3 separate regions of the Gossypium arboreum genome follow, and regions 1 and 3 are each linked to region 2. Evidence: chromatin contacts called from public Hi-C data. All regions are on one chromosome and are shown on one strand. Each heading gives the region's core, a stretch centred on a gene start, on an enhancer-like site or on the middle of the called end of the contact. The rest is flanking DNA. Distances are from core to core; before and after follow the strand shown. Region 1 holds the start of LOC108451864 (nudix hydrolase 1). Region 2 holds the start of LOC108464008. Region 3 holds the start of LOC108489389 (protein IQ-DOMAIN 29-like).

Evidence for each region. Hi-C and Micro-C count contacts between places; a contact is called where the count stands out from the background.
Region 1: a contact with region 2 is called in a Hi-C map of leaf, with 6 times the contacts expected there. The contact joins the promoter of LOC108451864 here to the promoter of LOC108464008 in region 2. A contact is called at or near these places in 2 of 5 Hi-C or Micro-C datasets (both in leaf).
Region 3: a contact with region 2 is called in a Hi-C map of leaf, with 4 times the contacts expected there. The contact joins the promoter of LOC108489389 here to the promoter of LOC108464008 in region 2. A contact is called at or near these places in 2 of 5 Hi-C or Micro-C datasets (both in leaf).

What each region holds. Positions count from the first base shown.
Region 1 is chr13:18,105,135-18,108,244 of ASM2569848v2, reverse strand. LOC108451864 (nudix hydrolase 1) reads right to left here and starts at 1,334. Exons shown (of 2, transcript XM_017749557.2): 1 at 1,082-1,334; 2 at 521-994. The coding sequence starts at 1,217. The coding sequence ends at 696. It overlaps LOC108489906 (probable isoprenylcysteine alpha-carbonyl methylesterase ICMEL1), which reads right to left. Exons shown (of 10, transcript XM_017794635.2): 8 at 2,956-3,021; 9 at 2,402-2,492; 10 at 1,930-2,306. The coding sequence ends at 2,145.
Region 2 is chr13:18,649,583-18,652,880 of ASM2569848v2, reverse strand. LOC108464008 reads left to right here and starts at 1,516. Exons shown (of 13, transcript XM_017764059.2): 1 at 1,516-1,788; 2 at 1,882-1,943; 3 at 2,107-2,172; 4 at 2,245-2,320; 5 at 2,466-2,536; 6 at 2,895-2,996. The coding sequence starts at 1,734.
Region 3 is chr13:19,239,836-19,242,795 of ASM2569848v2, reverse strand. LOC108489389 (protein IQ-DOMAIN 29-like) reads right to left here and starts at 1,663. Exons shown (of 8, transcript XM_017793920.2): 1 at 1,375-1,663; 2 at 1,257-1,298; 3 at 625-765; 4 at 252-542. The coding sequence starts at 714.

The DNA of each region.
Region 1 (3,110 bases), core at 85-2,584, 540 kb after region 2:
ACAGATACTTCTAAGAAAAATGAAGACTCGAAACATTTCCAACGGCTGGGAAAATGAGTTTCTGAAGCAAAGGTAACGAGGACATTTGCTTCATTACAGGAGGAGCAGAGTGAGAATTAGCATAAGTAGCTGATTCTGCCCATATAAAATAACAACTTAGCATCTCAGCATTCATGAAATTTACGAGGGGTTTTTAATTTTACTTTTTTTTGTCTGGTATCCAATAGTCATATTGTGTTTCGACTAAATTCAGAGTCAAGCCAAGTCAGACCACTAAATAGAGAGTAAAGCGCTCTCAGTATTATTTTCTTCGTCGACCATATTTGAATCCGAAATCTTGCTTAAAAATATCAAACTCCTTACAATTCCACCTAGCGGTACACCTTTCCCTTCAGAAAGAAGATCTACTTTTTCTTAATTAAAGGGAAGCTACTAGTTTGCATTTGTTAAATACATTAAAACTCCACTACCTTGCATATATCTTAAAATCCAGATAACAAGAACAAAAAATCCATGCAAATTTCACTCTTGAAATCACTTAGCTACATAATATAAACCATAAAAGTTCACCATCTAAGATTCATATTACAAACAACATTGGTCACTGAATACATCATGATGAAATTAAAATAACCCATGGATCAATTATACGCAAGCAATATGTAAGAATAGAAAACGTATTCATTCAGCGGCTGTCAAGTGGAGGGAAAGGGGTTGAAGCCACTTCGTACCATTTCGTCAAGCGTCGAAAACAAAGGTTGGGGCAGATTATCCCAGTCATACCAATCCCAGCCGTCGCATTTGTCTGGCTCCGGGTTTTGTGGAACTTGATTAGGGTCAGCCAGCACTGCACGGAGAAAGATGATGACGTAATGGCAGGGTTTGGATTTGTCCAGGAAGACTTTACTGGTCACTGTTAAGAAGTCTGCTTTCCCCATTACCAAGCCCGTCTCCTCCATCAGCTCTCTGGCTCCGCACTCTTCGAAGCTCTCACCTGCCAACAATTATTTTGCCCTTTTTTTTTTAATTAATGAAAGCGAAACAAGTAGAGATGTGAGTTGAGTGAGAGAGAGAGACGGACCAAACTCGAGGTGGCCGCCGGGGAGAGCAAAGGTGGATTCACCGATTGAGGCGCGGCGGCGACCCAGGAGGACCGATTTCCCCTTCAACACGAACAGCACAACACCTACTCGTGGCACGGGCTGTGTTTCCTCCATCTCGAATGACAGTTCAGTTGGTGGGTTCTCTGGACTAGTAATAAAGAGAAGGGAGACTGGGGGACAACGCAATTAGGCAGTCAAAGGTGGCGTATAATATATTATATTATCAAAATGTAAGGGAAAGTGCGCGGCCCAGTCATCTTTCTTTGTTGGTGGGCTGGTTTTAACTTGCTATTTTGACTTCTGTTTTTTGTCTTTGTCTATCTCTGTCGTCACTGATAACATTCTTCGTAGTTAGGATGCTATTGTGGAAGTTGCACCGGTTTAACTAAATAAATTATTAAAAATTTTAATAGATTCAGATTGATATCTCAATCGATCTAAATATGAAAACAATAATATGCAACTCTTTTTTTAGAAGAGAGATACGTTTATAATAACATACATACGGTGAGATTAAAATATGTAAAGAGATGAAATTTTTAAAAGTGTATTAAATTCATTTAAAATATTTTAATTGTATCTTCAAATATTAATATTGTATTAATTAACTATCTATTTAAGTATTAAATATTAGCTTGACTTATATATATATATATATATATATATATATATATATATATAATTTGACTGTTTTTAAACATGTTATTGTATTTTAAGGATTTAATTAAAATGTTTTTAAGTTTGATGAGCATTTTAGAATCTAGACCACGGTGTGGGGACATTGGTGTAATTAACCCTAATTTATATTAACAAACACAGCTCTATGTAAGTAAGAAACAATCCAATCCATTACTGAACTTAAATTTAATTTTCTTGTCTTGTTCCGAAACCCATGTTAAAAGATATCAAATAGGATTAAATGAAGGGGGATAAAAGGCCTGGTAAAGATCATCTACAAACTTACTTCCATTGTTGTTATATTAATGTTATAGTCATGGCTACAATTCATTTTCATAGCATCTGAGAGTAAATGATGAATGGCTAGAAAGGGCTGACATCATGAGCCAATTTCAACATGAACTCAGGTACAAGGCGTCTTCTTGGAGGCGCCACGGCATCTTTTGCAAGGGCTGCTTCATCTTCACCATGTATGATGGCAACAACATCTTCAAACATCTCATCTCTGCCGCCTCTCATGGGATCCTGATTATTTATTTTACATGTATGTTGGCAGAATATTTATACAACATTCACCCAAAATAAAACAAAACACAAAGCATGGTTACTTCTTCCATTACCTGAAGAAACAAATCTGTGTGAGTCTTTCCATCATACAATATGGATTCTGCTTTCCCTCCAACTCTTCGAAGCGTATCAGCAAAATTTTGACTGCAAGGAGAAGGAAAACTTGTTATAAGAAATCTGCATTTGAATCAGCTGTGACCTAGTCATTCAACAATCACTACATAGCAACATCATAACAATCTAGATGCAGAAGAAGAAAATGAAAAGTAGTATTGCTGTAATCTATGATGATTATCAAGGGCCTTATCCATGTATGCACATATAATTATTAACAACAAAGGAACAAACATTTAGAATTATGAATTGAGAGGACGAGATTTAAACCTGGCATCCGCAGGAATAGAATAATCTGCAGTGCCATGAAAAAGAATGACAGGAGGAAGGAGAGAAACAGCAGGCTTAACGTTTGAGTCCTGCACCAGAACTTCAGGAGAGAACTGATGCAAAGAATCTTCCCCTTCCATTATGCTGTATGAAAATGCAGGGACGATTTGAGGGAAACAAACACAGAATGGATCTAAACAAGATTTTCCTGAAACCAACTTACCTTAAAAAGATCGAACGGTATAAACCTCGAGTATGAAAGTGCTCTATGAGGTTAAAAAGATTGTACCTGTTGGGGAACATTAATGATAATTGAGTATCAATGAATATACACAAAAAGGAAATTGATTTATTACATCAAAATTTACTTGCATGTTT
Region 2 (3,298 bases), core at 267-2,766:
CAACTCCAATTGGACTGACAACATTCAAGATGTTTGATTTTGTTCGTTATGAAAATGAAAACAAGTGCATTGATGGTAACTTAATTTAAGTATGGGTTAACTCCTCTGAACATCCCTAAATTATGGTTCGTATTCTAAATTGATTCCTAAACTTAAAACATTTTAATTGAGCTAATTTAACCGTTAGCTTAAGCGTTAAATGACTGCTCAAAATTGGCATGAAGCATATTTAAAACATATGTATACCTATTGTTTGAACAATTTGGATCCATAAAATAGTTATACTCATGTTTATAATTTGATCCACGTGTTAAATTTGAGTTAGCATTTAATCTCTAAGCTAGCAAAAGGATTAGGGGCGAAGGCAAAAATAATAATAATAATAAATAGAGGAGATTAATAGAATTTTAAATTTTAGAGGAGTCAAAATATAATTTTTACCATTATATTAACTTATAATGGATAATTTTTAAAGGGATTTAAACACAATTTCACCTTTCTTTGGGGTAGGGGCAAGGCCCCTACTTGGTCCCTTGTATTTGCTCCTAAGAGAGACCTAATTGATTAGACACTAATACTTTTGTGGAAGTGGATGCTACAGCACATCCACTGTTGCATCCCTTAACTTTATGGTTTCATGGAGGTACATGTTGGAGGGAAGTAAGAAAAAATTATTATTAGGCGAAATTAAATTATAATTTTATAATAATAAAAATATAATTTTATCAATTCATTCAATTATAGAAAATAAATTAATAAAAGTAAATAGTTCAAGTTTACAAATTACTAATTTTTTTCAAAAACTAACAACGAGATTAACTTAGTAAAATCAATAGTAATATAAAATTCTCATTTCTTATAAAGTATAAACTTATAATTAAACCTAATATAAAAGTATGTTTGAATATTTCAATAAAACAGAATTTTCGAATCAAACGGATCAAATCAAGTCAGGCATAAATAATTTTTTCTTTTTTACTATATGAACTTGGCCGGACCCATTTTACTCCTTGAACCACTCTAATAAATAGTATGCAACTTATAATATCCACAAAATTGATGTTCATAAGGAATGTATTTAGGCTTCAATTTTTGTGGACGGTCTGATGACTTGGTCTTCCTTCAAGTATATATATACACATACATATACATATAAGAAGAAAGTAACTCTGAAACTTCTATTGAACATATTTTGCCCATTTTTGGGTCTAAAGATATTTCGAATAAACAATTATTTTGTGTCAAGTGAATTGATTTTTCATTTATTTCTTTTTAATTCATTATCTAATTCGAAATACTTGAAATATATTACTAACACTAATAAAAAAATCTACAAAAAAGTTAACCCGTAATGTTTAAATTTTTATATCTTGGATTTAAACTTTGGACAACGGATTGAAAGAACTCTTAATATGAATATTTATTAAAGGAGTCTCGTGGATTTGATTTAGACTAAAAGCTCAGCCCAAAACAAGTCCCAACACTGTATTATTTAATCTAGACGACGCAGTTTTACTTCCTCCTCAATCCTCATATAAAGGCAGTAGCGACTGGAAACGACGGCATTTCAAATATTCGGAACAAGACGAAACTTTATGTATGTATGAATGTATGTTTTATATCCGCTGTCAGCTAAGCAATCGTGAACTTTAAACTCAATACCCCAAAGCTTTTCTCAGTTTCAGCCATAACCACAGCCAAATTCTCTTTGGCAAGCTATCGAAAACACTGTCATGGCTATGCAAACCGGAGTAGGTTTGTCGAAGATCTTGATCTTAGCCGGCGCCGGTACCTTTCCAACTGAATTTCTTACTTCAATTCTTCTTTTTTATTTTTCTTACTGTTTTAATTTTGACTTCAACTTGCTAATTTCGCTTTCAGGTTATACGGGTACTGTCCTCCTGAAAAACGGTAAATTATCGGACATATTAGGCGAATTGCAGGTTAGTTTTGATTGTTTTGTTTGTTTTGATTTGCTAGTTTCTCCCTGCCCTATGATTCAAATATTTTTCCTTTGGATTTTGTGTTGATTGACTAGGTTTCAACTTTTCATTCTTTTTCGTCTACTAATTTTAGCTTTGAACTCCTTTTTTCCTGATTTGGCAGTCGCTGGTGAAGGGACTCGAAAAATCGGGGGAGCAAGCTGATGATTCAGATGCACTTCTAGCTCAGGTAAATGAGGAAATAGAGCTCAAAGTTTAAATCTTTTGGTTGTAATATTGATCTTTTTTTATTAATTTGTAGGTGCGTCGTTTGTCAACGGAGATCAGGCAACTGGCATCAGCACGGCAGATAACTGTTCTGAATGGGGATTCTGGCGGTATTTTCTTGATTATATTTGCTTAAATAGTAGTTCTTTTAGGCGCATATATGTGAAACCAGTTTATAATTGCATTAACGGGATTAGATGAAGCATTTTCTAAGTGGATTTGCTTTGGTTGTTTGCTTTTTTCTTGATTTGGCAGGTAAGTTAACCTCTCTTGTAGTACCAGCCGCAACATTGGGGGCATTGGGTTATGGTTACATGTGGTGGAAGGTATGCCATGATTTAATTGATTACTGATATGGTTTCTTTTTTACATAGTAGAATTAACTATCATTTTTATCCAAGATATATCCGCTGATGACTGCCCTGTTTGTCAATGTTTCTTTATTTATTAATATGGTTTCTATTCTGTGGCTACGTAGAATTAGTTATCTTGTCTTATACAAAATAAAATCCCCCAATGCTTGCCCTGTCACTTTTGATTATTTGCATCTGCATTATTCAACAAAATCGATACTTTTATATATTGATATTAACTTCTACAATTAGCTCTATTACTCTTCATTCATTCTGTCTGCTTTGTAATTTGACTAACATATTTTTTTTTCTTTCCTTTTCTAATTACTAGGGTATTTCGTTCTCTGATCTTTTCTGGGTCACAAAACGCAATATGGCGATGGCTGTGGAGAACTTAACAAAACATCTGGATTCTGTCTCAGATGCTCTCTCTGTAAGTTTATGCTCTCTACGTTGCATTTTCTATCATGTTTTAGGGTTAAATGCTTCACTGAAGCATTTTTCTGTAAAAATGTATTATTTGCCATGGAATTTATTTATTTTACTAAAAGAGGATTTGGCCAGTCAAAGTAATGGTGATTCATGTTAATGGAAAATTGCCTTTTAATTAATTCCATATACAGTGAGATCGAGTAGAAACCAAAGAACTTTGGTTATAGTCTTTCCAAAAGCAAAAGATTCCTTTTGTACTTACTCCTCCAGTGTGTATTCTTCCTTTTTTGTTCAACTTCACTG
Region 3 (2,960 bases), core at 414-2,913, 590 kb before region 2:
CCAATCCTCACATATCCTTAACTTTAAGTAAAAACAATCATCATCAACAACATAAGGCAAGATGCAGAGTGCAAGGTTCCAATATTAGAAAAATAAGCAGAACAATGACAGTGTATTCAAGTTACTGTCAATAACAGTCAGCAGAGTTTTCATACAACTGAATGAAGACTACAGCAGTAAAATGCTTACAAGTTTCATCACTATGCATAACCTTTAAGTATAAAAGTAACTTTTAAAGGGAGAGTAGCTACCAGATAACCTCTGAAAGCAGCCTGTACCGTCACAGCAGCTGGGTCAAGCCCAATCCTATCAGGATTTTCTGGGTTACCAAAATTACCAGTTGTGGCATCATTTCCATCCACTTTTGGAGATGGAATATTTGCCCCATCATTTGGCAATTGGGCAGGTATACCCTTCTCAGAGTCCACCACATTCCTAGCGCTATTCACTAGAATAGGTGCTGAAATTGATGGAGGATCCACTGATAGGTCAGACACAGTCACCTTGGAAGAAACCAAAACCTCACCTTTATTTGCAGATTTCTGAACATAATAATCAACAAAATTAGAAAATGCAACATTTCAAAAGCTATTTAATATTTGAAGATAATTAGTACTTCCTCACCAGCTTCTCTTTTCCTTTTGAGAAACTGGACTTTGAAGATTTCTTCCCAAGAAGTAAGGTCTTGATCCATTTTGCTGGAGATTTTCCCATCTCCGTTAGACCCAAAAATAATTAAAATTCCAAGTTTCTAAATCTGGAAATCTGCGAAAGTCATACGCAACCAAAACGTCGATATTTAGCATGTTAACATTAAACTTTTTCTTTTTTTTTTTTTTAAAGTAGACTTTTAAAAACAACCAAACGTTCTCAATATCCTAATACAGCTTGCAATTAATGGCAGTCAAAATGTTACTACACTACATAATCAATAGCTTGTTAGTTATAATAAGTTAACAAAAAAGACCAAAAAATAATTCAACAATAAAAAAAAATACACACACAAATTGATGACTGAAACTATTGAAGCTAGACAAGCAAACTAAAATAAAGAAAGTTTGAAATTTTACTTTTCAGTTTTCAGATTTTCTTCACAATCTCAACGGTAAAAAAGTAAAAGATACACGGCCAAAATCCACATCTACTTAAATAAACGAAAACTAATACAACTAAATCAAGAAGAAAAGAAGTAAAAGCAAGCGTGTCGGCAGAACTGGAAAAAGGTGAAAGAGAAGGAGAGGATCAAAAGCTTTCACCTGAAAAATGCAGCAAATTTGAAGTCCTTGTTCGCTACTAAGCTGCCATTACCAGAAGAAAAAACCAAGGAACAGTTAAACAGTGAGCATTCAGAGATCTGAAGAACGAATTTCGTACCGTGAAGGATTCCTCGAACAAGAGATTCCCGTGCAGTGTTTTTTTTTTTTTGGAGTGAATTTAAAACTAAATAAAAGCTAAGAAAGAGATGAAAACGGCCTTCAGAATTAAATGTGTAAAATGAATCACAAGAGAAGTAGGTGTGTAAGTATAATTAGGGTTAGTGACATCAATGGAACGGGGGAGAGGTATCTCTATCTTATTTTTTATACATTCGATGTTAGGGCAAAGAAGGCAAGATTATTTATTTAAATTACGAGGTGGAATGTTATTGGTTTATTGGATTAGAAGATAATATTTTGGTAATTGGTTGTCCAGAGGCAAGATTATCAAAAATAATATTTCATTAAATTGTTATGATATTTTCAGTCACATTTTTATAAAATTATGATATTTTATTTTTATCACGAATATTAATAACTAAATGTTTAAATAAATTTATATTTTATAATTAAAATAATTCATAAAAAAACACTTGTATCACCATATAATTTATAAATCATAATTATAAGGATAAATTATACTTACGTTTAGGGCTATAAATTAACGAGTTTGAACAAACGGACATTTATTCATGTTCGTTTGTCTATTTTTAAGCTTTTTCAGTATTCATTAAGAATTTCAAAATAAATTCAATGTTTATTTTTTTAGTTATTTGTATTCATGTTTGTTTGTTTAAGTTAAATGAACATTAAATAAACATGTTCATGAACATATAATTAAACATGTTTATAAATAATAAGAAAACAAACAAACAATAAATATATATCATTTTAGATATAAAATAGTCATGTAAATATTAATAATTGTATTATAAAAAAGCATACAAACTACAATATTTTATTGATTTATACTAATGAAACAATAAACAAGTTTAAATAATTTATTAAATAAGTATTAAACAAACATAAATAAACTTATTCATTAACATAAAAGAACTGGTCAAATTTTTTTGTTCAAATCACTTAATAAATAAGCTTCAAAATCTTGTTCATGTTCGTTTATTTCGCTTAACTAGTTTTTAATATTACGTACATTACACGTAAATATATATATTAGCATTTTAATTATTTAATAAAATATTTTTATTTCGTGATCATTATTAAAATAAATAATATTTATAAATAGAATACTTTCAAATTGTAATTCATACTATTGAAAGTGTATTTGTAGAATATTTAAAAGATGGGCATATTGTATATTTACACATTTTCTTCTTCAATCTTAATTTTTTAATTAATGAAAAATTTGTTTCCTATTTTATGTTTAGAATTTTATTTACATTAAAACTCAATTTTAAATTAATCTTTTCAAATAGAATCATCCTACTTAAATTCTGTATTCAATTATTAAATTATAATTTAAGCTTAATTTATTTCAACATTTTTTAATACTTAAACTATGAAGTTCATTATTAAATCTAAATTTTAAATTATAAAGTTAACTATTAAATCTAAATTATTGAATTATAAGTTAAGCTTTATGTCAACATTGTTTCTCTAATAGTAGTATAAGAAGTCTACAACCATTCAAATTTATTATCAACATTAATCAATAATGATTTTTTTAATGTAATTGTAAAAGTT